Linked DNA regions of Anas platyrhynchos: region 2 is linked to region 1. Evidence: chromatin contacts called from public Hi-C data. All regions are on one chromosome and are shown on one strand. The core of a region is the stretch at or near the end of the contact, and the rest is flanking DNA. Distances in the headings are between cores, read along the strand shown.

Region 1 (5,794 bases), core at 2,594-5,093:
TTTTGGAATAACTTTCAGGTAGCCTGTGAGATGGGTGACAAAAAAATTCCACTATGAATGACGAGGCATTGGCCTTTCTAGTTTTGGAAGGTATCATAAGATTTTTGGTAAAATAAATGTATTTCTGAGAAGAAAGCAGACAGCGCATAATCAATCTGCATTCTCTGGAGCAGGACGTTTAACATTTGGTGGTGGTGGTCCTACTTAAAAATTTTGTCTATTTTTTAAATCTCCTGCTGTTTATGTGCTTAAAAAAACATGCGTAAGCAGACAGCTATTATCAATCAAGAGAGTCGTTATTTTGTTCTAACTTGGGAGAAAAAACAATCATCCAGTGACCAGTGGGGCCAAACAGGTAAGATGGCTGGCCAAGACTACCTAAAGACACATTGAACCCCTCTAGTTTTTTCTCCCTGTAAGCAGAAAAAGCAATTGTTGAGAGGATAGAGCTACCGTGCTCTTTAATCTCAATCAGAGGGCATGAGGCATCACAGGATGCAGACAAAGCCCCAGTGAATATAACTTTCAAAGAAGCTTTCAAAGCTTGCAAAGAATGTGAGCTAGCTTATCCCTGCACAAATGTGAAGAACTTTTCCAGGGGGCTAACTCTGTGAATCACTCAATGTTAGACAACAGCAAAACCAGCATTCTAACTAAGTTACCTTTGGTGCACGGCCTCTTCTTTTTTCCTGCGAGTCTGCCTGAAGCTTTTCAATTAAGGGAATAGCAAAAGAGAATGTCTTCCCTGTTCCAGTTCGTGCTTGAGCAATTACATCTTTGCCAGAAAACACTGGGTGGAAGGTCTTCACTTGCACGGGGAACAGGTACGTCACTCCTCGAGCTGTGACAATGCGAACAGACTTCCTTAGCACAATCATATTTAAAGTCTTCTCACGTGCATTTCAGAGGTCACCCCAAGCAGAATATCCCACAACTCTACAGTAAGTCAGGACTTCATCATCACCACCACTGCTTCATGTAACCACAAAGCCATTTTTAACGAGCACCCTGAGACTGCCTCTCTTACTCTCCCCTGCTTCATACCGCCAGAGAGAGCTAGCTAGGACAGAAGAAGAAGTTACGAGCCTATAATAGAAGTCTTTAAACATCATGATTTTATTTACGTAACACTCCCCCCTCCTGGCTACAAAAAATCTCTTACCTTCAAATAAAATGCTAGTCAAAATCAATTCTTCTCTCAACCTCATATTAAGTCATACAACTCATGTCAGAGATGCTAAATACATCTGAATTTCTTTTACTTGCAATGATATAACTTTTAACCGAAAATTTCTCAATTTTTTGAGCTTTTATCTGTTATTTCAAGTTCCATTGTAATGGCTGAACCAGGCAAAACTGAACACAGACTTCTCTGTGCTCAAAAATGTATTTAAAGTTGGCGTTCAATACACTTTGCATGTAACATCGGTGCTGGCATACACACAATTAAAGCCCACCCCAAAGCTCACTGAGCATATTAAGTGCAAAAACATGACAGATAATTTACTTCCTGTGACCACATCATGCCAAGAAACTTACCTTGAAGAAGCTCAACAGTCCCTTTGGAAATAGGGAAATTAGAGAAAGCACCCTCCTTCTGCTCTTCAGTCATCTCCTGTTGGGTAAACAAGAAATCAAGTAATTTTACATGTGAGGATCAGATGACCTTCAGAAAGTTTAGGATATGGGCATGCACACTGGTGTCATAGACAAAGGTCAGTTTTTCCATAACTATATCACAGCCTTCTTTGTTTTACTTGCTCACTACCATCTTTCAGTTAGACGAAAGTGGTCTGTAATTTAAATTAAGGCAGTTTCAAATATAACGGTATAATAATGGAAAATATATAAATGAACTCTAATAGCTTTTAAATACATTTTAAGATTATATTTTAAGCAATTACTGACAGAGTAGATTGATATGGCTTGCTAGCCAACTCCCTACTTCCTAACACAGCACAGTAATTTACACGTACACAAATTGATCCCCAAAAGAGCAACACATTGATCATTAAATTCACCCACTTACTAGTGCATCACTTCAATTTACACCGTAGCAGCACGTTGACTAAAACGATAAGTGTGCTAAAAAAAACTACCCATGGCAATGCTGGGTGCTTTGCAAAGTGTCAATCACCACAAAAAACGCAAGCAACAATAAATAACGTGACTAAATAGACTTAAAAACAAATCCTAGGAATGACAATATTTCCCCCAACAACAACAACAAAAAAACACAGTGAACTATGTCAAGCAATTTTAAAAAGACATAATAAACCACAGGAAGGCTTAAAAATACTTACAGAATTGGTCCTATGATATACTTTATTACACTAAGAAACATCACCTTACAAAGCGCCATTTAGCAAGATAAGGTAGAAAGAAATTAACATATAGCCCTTATTTTTAAACCAGCTAAAAAAAGAAATGTTACTTCACCCAACAAATATCCACTCTATCAAAAATAAGTCAATTAAAATGTATTTCTGGCCATTACAGTCACATCCAACGATGCTGAATCCCATTAAAGTACCCTCTTGCTGCAGCTCACCAACGGCTGCCAACAGCTACAACAGCACTGGACTGTTGAAGGTAGGAAACCATGGTGATCTAGAACCTCAACGCTTTCAGAATTTAGAACTTTCGCAAATAATCGACAGCGATGGCAGACCAAGCAGCCTGAAAATTTACAGCAGAGTTCCCATTGATTGAGAGGGAAGGAGAAAAGGAAAAAAAAGAGAAAAAACATGTTCTCAATTTAACCTTGTCATAGCACAGGAGTTGAAAGCTACCCTGATAACTGTTAATAAGCCAGTTATTACTTTTACCTGCTCTTGGTCGCTGTCACAGTCCCCACTTGATGTTTCGCTGGAATTACTGGGCTGCTTTTTGCGGGCAGCCTTAAGGGTGAGGGAAGATAACCTGGCATTCTCCGGGCTCTCTCCTCTGGCATCACCGTTTTGCTTCTCTCTGCTCTTTGCTTTCTTGACTTTGGGCGGATCGAGCTCATCCTCCGACTGCTCGCTCTCATCCGTCTGCGATTTCCTCTTCGGAGCCTTGTCGCGCCGCTTGGCTTTCTTCTCTTTCTTCTCCTTCTGGGGAACAACACGCCCGTCAGCACCAACCCGCGCCTCGCCCAGCCACGGGGCACCGAGGCAGCACGGAGAAACGCCTGACAAGAGCCGGCTCGCCACCGGGGGCTCACGTAACTCCCCTAAACCCTCCCCTGAAGAAGAAAAAACCCCAAATCCCGCCCCCTCCGCGCATGTGCCGCCGGGAGCCGGCTTCCCGACGGCGGCACACGCGGCGCTGGGACCGGGAGGGGGGGCTCGGGAGGAGCCGGGAGCCCCCTGGAGGGGCCTCTCCAGCCGGGCCCAGCCCCGGTGGCGCGGCGGGGGCGTTGTGGCCGGGCTGCGGGGCGGCCGCGAGGCCTCCGGGGGGCCTGGCCGAGGCCACGCCGCCACGCACGTGGCCGGCCCGGTGCAGGGCAGCGCGGGGCCGGGCCCGGAACCGCAGCGCGGCGGCGAGGCCCGGCCTGAGGCGGCCGCCAGCGGACCCCTGAGGGGCGGGGAAGGCTCAGCCCGGCCGCAACGATCGCGAAACCCCCCGGAGCCGCTCCCCGGAGCCGCTCCCCGGTGCCCCCGGTACCTTGCGCCGCCGCCGGCCGTTGGCCGTGGCCGCCTCGCTCTCCATGGGGCTGTCGGAGCCCGCCTCCGCCCCGCTGCCCGCGCACAGCCGGGTGGCCTCGGGCATCGCCGCTCCGCTCCTCGCCGCCGCCGCTCCTCGCCGCCGCCGTGACAGGAACGAGCCCCGCCCCGGAAGCCGCCCGCCGCCCCGGCCCGCCGCAGCCAATCGCCTGCCGCCCCGCCCCGCGGACTACAACTCCCGGCGTGCCTCGCGGCAGCCCCCGCCCGCCTCAGCCTCGGTCGTGAGGCGGCGGCCGCCATTTTGGGGGTGCCCCTGCACCGCCCCTCGCCGCCGGGGGGGGGAGCGAATTGCGTGAGAGGAAAAAAATAAAAAAATAAAAAACGCAGGGCGCCCAGCGGGTTAGAGGGGTTGTGACCCTCCTCGCAGGCAGGGATATTGCCTCAGAATGAATCTCCTGGGGGCTTAAGGTCGGTAAAAGACCGCGCAGGCTGAAAGCAGCGCAGCCTGCCTTTAGCTACGGGAAGAAACCCGAAGGAGCCTCAAAGACCGAGTCCTGTGCGCCACACAGAGCCACGCACAAGCGAGCCTAGCAGCACTGCCGTGATTTCTCCCCAAAACAGTGAGGAAGCCCCAGGATTCATGCAGAGTTTGTGGTAACAAGGTGCGTGCCCAGCTGGTTCCTTTGCGGTGTTTGCTGACAGGGGAGAGGGAGCCTGGAGCCTGCCCCTGGGTCTGGTTTTCCACACAAAAAGTAAAAGTTAAATAAACACTTAGGAATTAGAGCATCAAACATTCCTGCACAAGTGGTGTAGTCCTGTTAGCGCAACACATACCCTTTCCAGATTAACAAAGGGATCTGAGGGAAGTGCATCAGTCCTCACTTTTATTAGACACAGGGATGCAAAAACTAGAGGTGAGAGCCACAGAAATGTGCATTAGATCTCCACACTTCTAACAAACAGCTCTGATTTAGAAGCAGCCTCACACTGTGACCAGTCATAGCTACAGTACGGTTGCATTGTTACAAAGAAAAAAGTTTACATAGCTCATTAAAAAACTAATCAAACATTCATGACCACAGTTAGCTGAAGCAAGGAATTTTTTGGTGACTGTCCTCCCACTCTGTCCTCCTTTTAGCATTGTTATTCTTTTAGAATTTGGCAGGAAGCTTCATCTTCTTTTCAGTCCATCTAAAACAACAGAATTATTAGATGTCAGACCTCATACTCTAAAAATAACCTGAATTGGCTTTGCTTCTGGTGCCTCAGGTGGCATCGATACAATCAGAATGACCCTTTAAACACTTTTTGCTGAAGAACAACCAAGAGGCTTCAAGTGTCCATGTCCAAATAACACACCAAAATTCTGCCTGAGAGAGTGTACAGCCAAAAAGCTGCTTAAGAAGGGAGAGAAAAAAAAAACACTTGAGCAGAATTTCCTTAAAAATGGTAGTATGTGATTTATTCCTTTGTGTACAGGTTTCTCAAGGTGACAGTAAATCTCTAATGAGAACTTGGGTGGTTTAATTGTACTTAAATACCAGTCATTTAAGGTCTTAAGAACATATGATGCTATTAAAAATTGATATGATTTTTTTTCCTCACAGCTTTTCATTTTATGTTCCTGTCTCTTTAGTTAACAGTTTTGCAAGTCTTACCCACATGCAACTATGTGAAATATTTTTTCATACTTGTTTGTTTTATTAATGAATTTTCAAAAATCCACCTGAAAAAGTTACCTACTTATGAAGGGAAGAGAAACCTCTAGGTCAGGTGGTGGTCACGTTCTCCATTCTGTTGTGAGCAATTCTGATGATACTTTGTACTTTAAATTATGATTGAACACCTTTATAAAACACTTTTTATTCTTTGTCTACAAGCGGGAGAACTATGGCAACATTGTTAATATTACATGGTAAGATCAATGCAAGCTGAGCAACATTGTTAACAGGACCATATTGAGTTTATTCATTACCATGTTTCATAACATTTCTGCACTTGTCTACATCTCCTTGTGCAAAGCAGAGCTCATAATAATTTCTTGTCTCATGAAAGCAAAATATAAACTGCAGCATTTGTATAGCGGACGTAGGGAGAAAGTTCACATAAAAAGACATGGTAGAACTCTGCATTTTGAGTATTTCTGG
Region 2 (5,070 bases), core at 2,261-4,760, 150 kb after region 1:
CAGCTCAATGCATATGGGGCATAAAGTATAAGAAATGTGAATAACTGCAGAAAATGTATTGAAAAGCTGACAGTATTAAGTTGCTCGCTAATGTCTGGCTTCAGGTACACTCCTTGCCTGTGATGTGCATTGGCATTCATCACATGTTGAATTCCTGTCCTCCAAATGGTTTTTGGTAAGCCCTGTGCTTACCAAAACATTATTTATCAGAGACACTGTGGACAGCCTAACAAGTTGCGCAATGCTCCTGATGGCTACAAATACGGTACTGGTTTTGATAACTCTGACTGCGAGATAACTTTTTCGATGCAGCATCTACGTCCCTTTCTGATGCATTTCGAAACTTGAGCGTGGGCGCGCTCAAGAACACGAAGCCACACTGATGCAGACTGACGCAGTTTAAACGCTCGTGGTGCGGCCGGCTCGAAGCGCTGGCCCAGCGGAGCATGGGGTACAAGTTGCACCTCGCGGGGCCGGCCTCGCTTCTGCTGTGCCGTGCTGTGTGGCGCTCTCCCCGGGCGGGACGCTGCCGGCTCTGACGCCATCGGCAGGCGCCGCAGCGCGGCCCGGCGGCCGGAGCCCGGCGCGGCGGCGGCCGCGGGGAGGGTGCGGGCGGCCCCGGCTCCTCCCCTGCACCGCAGCGGCGGCTGCTCCGAGCCCAGCCGAGCCGAGCCGCCGCCGGCCGTGCCCGCGCTGCCCCATGGCCTCCCCGGCGGCGGCGGGGCCCGGCGCTGCGCTGCCGGCCGGTGCGGGTACGGCGCGGCGTGACTTCTACTGGCTGCGCTCCTTCATCGCCGGAGGTGGGTCCCGTAGCTCCGTCCGAGGGGTGCTTCCCTCCAGGGGGTGCGAGGAGAGGGGAGGGGAGCCCTCCTTCGAGGGTAAAGGCTTCGCCCAGCGCTGCGGCTTCAGCGGGTGGCGGCCCTTGTGTGCTGCACGCAGTGAGCTTAGGCAGTGAGGCTGCTGGGGTTTTGTGGCATGCTTCTAGAGGATGTCCCCTAATTGGGGCCTTCTCGACTTCCTATGTAAGCTTCCTCTCTCCCACTCCGTTTGAAAATGCACCAGGAAATCCCTTATTTAACTGCTGACTTGAAGGACTTTGGCATCCCATGGCTTTTTTCTCCTCTTGGAAAGGTGTCGCAGGATGTTGTGCCAAAACAACCACTGCACCACTGGATCGAGTAAAGATTTTGCTGCAAGCTCATAACCACCATTACAAACATCTAGGTAAGATGGCTGCTGCGTGTCTAATTCTGTTGTGAAATGCAATGTCTGTCATTTAGGTTTGTTGAGTTATTCAGTGATGAAACGGTGATAAAGGTGCTAATCAGACAGAAGGTCATTTCCGTTTGGCAGTCGCTGTGCTGTATATTGCAAGCATTTAAAAACGAAACCAACCAACCAAACTGCCCTTAAACGAGAGATGTTGAGCCTGTACAATTAAGTTGCAGCACTGGTTGACAAGTTAGAGATTGAGATGTCAGAATAATCCTCCATAAGGCGGAAGAGCTGGGGCTTGATCCTCTTCTTACTGAAGTCAGCAGGAGATTGGTAATCACAGGTTCAAAGCTTGGGATCATTTATGTAAGACCTGTCACTGCTGCTAACTGTTACTGTGTTTACTGCCAGTACCTGCCTGCAGGGCTTGTGGGAGTGGGCACTTTTCAGAGCTTGGTGGTCCTCGCAGAGGGGCTGGTGATACCATGACGGTGACCGCTGAGTCCTGCCAGGCTCGTGCACTTACCCTCCCTGACAGCAGTGTGATTGATGCAAACTGAGAATAAAAGTGGGCTGGTGCTTCGCAAAAGGTGCTGGCGATCTGCATTCGGCATCTGTGTTACATCATGGTGAGAGAGTCATCTCAGAATTGTCAGCATGTTCAGAACCGTTCGGTGTGCGGCTGTAACAGTGCCCTCTCGTGCATAATGTTAGACATATTTTGTCATTTGGCCTTGAAATACATGTCCTAACTTACGTCCAGAAGTTCGGGTGTGTGTCCAGAAAAAAATAATCGAGTTAGTTAACATTACATGAAATGAAACTTCAAAATTTGTAACTTAAAGAATAATGATCATGTTTTCAAGGCTTGAAAAATAAATCTTGCAACAAAATTCAACAGATATATATTAACTTTGATGTATGAAAAAGGGAAACACGAGGCATGTGGCAGCTTGGTAATGCAATCACATAAGTACGCATTCAAATCTTCACTTTAACAACGGAAGGCTGAAATAATTGGTTTGACTAATATTTTAAATTATTACTTTGTACTGTGCCATAGTTGGCACTAGATAAGGTAGAATTAAGACTACACATAGTTAAGTTTTGTATTCTTCCCCACTTAGAGTTAAATATGATTTTGATTGTTAGAAACGTGTCTGACTTGAATGCGTGTCCTTGTTACGTGTAGGCAAAAAAGATAATTATATGGATAGAATACCTGTATGTGCAGAGATCCAGTGGGTGGGTTCATCGCAGTCCTCACTAAGTGTTTTTACTGTCCCTGCTCTGTGGAGTTCATGACAGCTGGATCTCAGAGCGTGTATTGAAAGAAATAAAAAACAGTAACTCAGCATTGCAGGGTAGAGAGAAATTCTAGTCATGGTGTAAATATTTTCTCAGAGGCACGTAGTAGGTGCAACCTCTTAAAAACAGATACACTATTGTATTCTTAGAACCCCAGAAGCTAATTAACATTTGTTTAAATTTTAAATGGAAGTTTATCATTTTTTTTTCTGCCTTCAAGTAAGGTAGAGGTGGAAGCTTTTCTCAGGTTTACCTCTTCTTAAGTAGTTGCATGTGGAAATTGTTCAACTGTTATGGTTTATTCCTTTATTTAAAAGAAAAAAAATCAACTTGATAGCAGTCGTTTATAGCTAACAATATGCTTCTCCTAAAGCTGTTGGTTTTGCCCTAACTTTATGTGATCTTGCATTATTTGCCACCCATCAAAAGGGAGTAGGATTGCTTCTTCTTTGAGACAGGAAGTGTAAAATGTTGAAGTAATGGGAGTCTTAAACTTGTTTACTTCATTTCCTCAGTAATGGCATTTAATCTCTAATTTAGCATGTGACAACAATAGGTTGTTTGCCCATTATTTTAGATTTGTTGTAAGGTTTTTTGTTGTTATTGTTAATTGACTTTTAAATTGACTGAAATGCAACTCAACAGGTTTATTTCCTTCAGTTGCTAGTCTTAGCTTTTGTGGGTAGCTATTGTCATTTGCAGTAGGATTGGTGGCAGTCCAGGCAAGCATGAGGCTTGAAATATGTGAATGCAGAAGGAGATTCACTGAATATAGGAGGTGAGAAAATTGGTAAAAACTTAACCTTAAACCTCTTCCTTCTGGCAATATTTTGGCATTAAAAGTGGGTTTTCCATAGTTAAAGGAGCAACATGGTTGGACTTTACTTCTATGCATACTGTCCTATTTTACTTGCTTGAAACTTTTTCTTTTTTTTTTTTTTCCCCAGTGTAATTGTTAAATACCTCTTTTTGCATTGTGGCAGGAGTGTTTTCTACGTTGTGTGCTGTCCCCAAAAAGGAAGGTTACCTTGGGTTGTATAAAGGAAACGGGGCAATGATGATTAGAATCTTTCCATATGGAGCAATTCAATTTATGGCATTTGACCAATATAAAAAGGTAGCTGAATTTATTTTTCTCTTCTTTTATTTTTTTTTTCTTTTTATCTGGCTGCAATGAATACAGATTTTTAAGTGATCAAAACTAACACTGAAACTTTTGTTTCTTACTGGTTAATCTGCACATCTTTCATAAGGTTGCTTAATTTTATCCAAATCTACCCATTAAAAATTTCAAAGCAACAGTGAAACTGTTTGCAGTGCTGCTTAAGGAAAAATTCCAAACAATTCTTGTTGCTTTGTATTGTTGATTGTGTGTGTTTTTACACACACACACACACACACACACACATATAAAGGTCATTAAAGTCTTCTGCTAGTTATTTTGCTAAAAATATACCTTTGTGAAGAAAGTAGGAACAAAATACAAAACATAACCTTTCTGTTCTTTATTATACTGCATTGGAATTCTTAGTACCCGATGTATGGAATAACTTGAACTTGAAAATCTGTCTGGCTATATTACTCTTACGTTTGACCTGAGAAATGACTGTCAGTGTCAGGCTGTAGATAAAAATGACCTGGAAGAGAAGGTGCATATTTCAGGGGGCCTGTGTGATTTGTGTATTCCTTTCGACTCTTATGCATTTAGTCTTTCATAATAAATCTCCACAGCATGTTTTAGAAATCAGATGTTAGCAGGACTATGTTTTTAACCATGTATACATGGTGAAAAATATAATTTTACTGTTAGCAATGAGGAATTTCATAGTTGAAAGGTCAGATTTAGTACCCAGTGAAGTAAATTGCAGGATTTTCACTGAAGACAGCAAGATTCAAATTGTGACTTCCCTCCCAGAAGAGGAAGTTTCAGAAGGCTCACACAAAGAACTAACTGTAATGAGCTTCATATGTTCTTTTTTTTTGTGGTGTAATTGTAAATGCTGTTGATCAAAACGCTATGCTTGTTTTATATTGTGTTGAACAAAAGAGCACATGCCGTGCTTTATAATGAAATGATTTGTGAATCCACACATTTCAAGAAACCATTTAACGTCATAGCAGTTTCTTTTATCTATTATTTGACGACAAACATTCAAGATAGTTTGGAGCAGTGTGTAAAAGGAGGGGGAAACAATCCCATAGAAGGACCTCCACAGGAATAATAGAGGTCTTTAAAAGACGTTTAGGTGTTGAACTTAGTGATATGGTTTAGTGGAGGACTTGTTAGTGTTAGGTCAGTGTTAGGACTTGATGATCTTGAGGTCTCTTCCAACCTAGACAACTCTGTGTTTCTGTGAATATATGAAATAATCCCATGAATGATTCTTCGTAGGAAAAACTGCTTCTTAAAACTGCTTAGTTCTTTGACATAAGTCCGAAAATTGTTTTCTAACTTCCTTGAAGGACTTAATGTAATTTAGGAAGTTCTCGTTCAAATGTGTAACTTTCCAATTTTGCTCACTGTCCTTTGTACTGTCATGCGAAAGA

What was found. A called contact is a pair of places that touch in the nucleus more often than the background predicts.
Region 2: a contact with region 1 is called in a Hi-C map of subcutaneous adipose tissue, with 2.2 times the contacts expected there. The contact joins the promoter of TET1 here to the promoter of LOC101800344 in region 1. A contact is called at or near these places in 3 of 8 Hi-C or Micro-C datasets (liver, skeletal muscle and subcutaneous adipose tissue).

Annotation. Positions count from the first base shown.
Region 1 is chr6:7,656,798-7,662,591 of IASCAAS_PekinDuck_T2T, forward strand. It overlaps LOC101800344 (nucleolar RNA helicase 2), which reads right to left and starts at 3,844. Exons shown (of 15, transcript XM_027460760.3): 1 at 3,649-3,844; 2 at 2,829-3,092; 3 at 1,540-1,615; 4 at 663-841. The coding sequence starts at 3,753. It overlaps STOX1 (storkhead box 1), which reads right to left. Exons shown (of 4, transcript XM_038181359.2): 4 at 3,649-4,838. The coding sequence ends at 4,799. It overlaps LOC140002868 (a long non-coding RNA gene), which reads left to right and starts at 4,170. Exons shown (of 3, transcript XR_011810438.1): 1 at 4,170-4,309.
Region 2 is chr6:7,802,994-7,808,063 of IASCAAS_PekinDuck_T2T, forward strand. TET1 (tet methylcytosine dioxygenase 1) reads right to left here and starts at 3,511. Exons shown (of 12, transcript XM_072040354.1): 1 at 2,438-3,511. SLC25A16 (solute carrier family 25 member 16) reads left to right here and starts at 555. Exons shown (of 9, transcript XM_005009124.6): 1 at 555-800; 2 at 1,132-1,224; 3 at 3,507-3,640. The coding sequence starts at 701.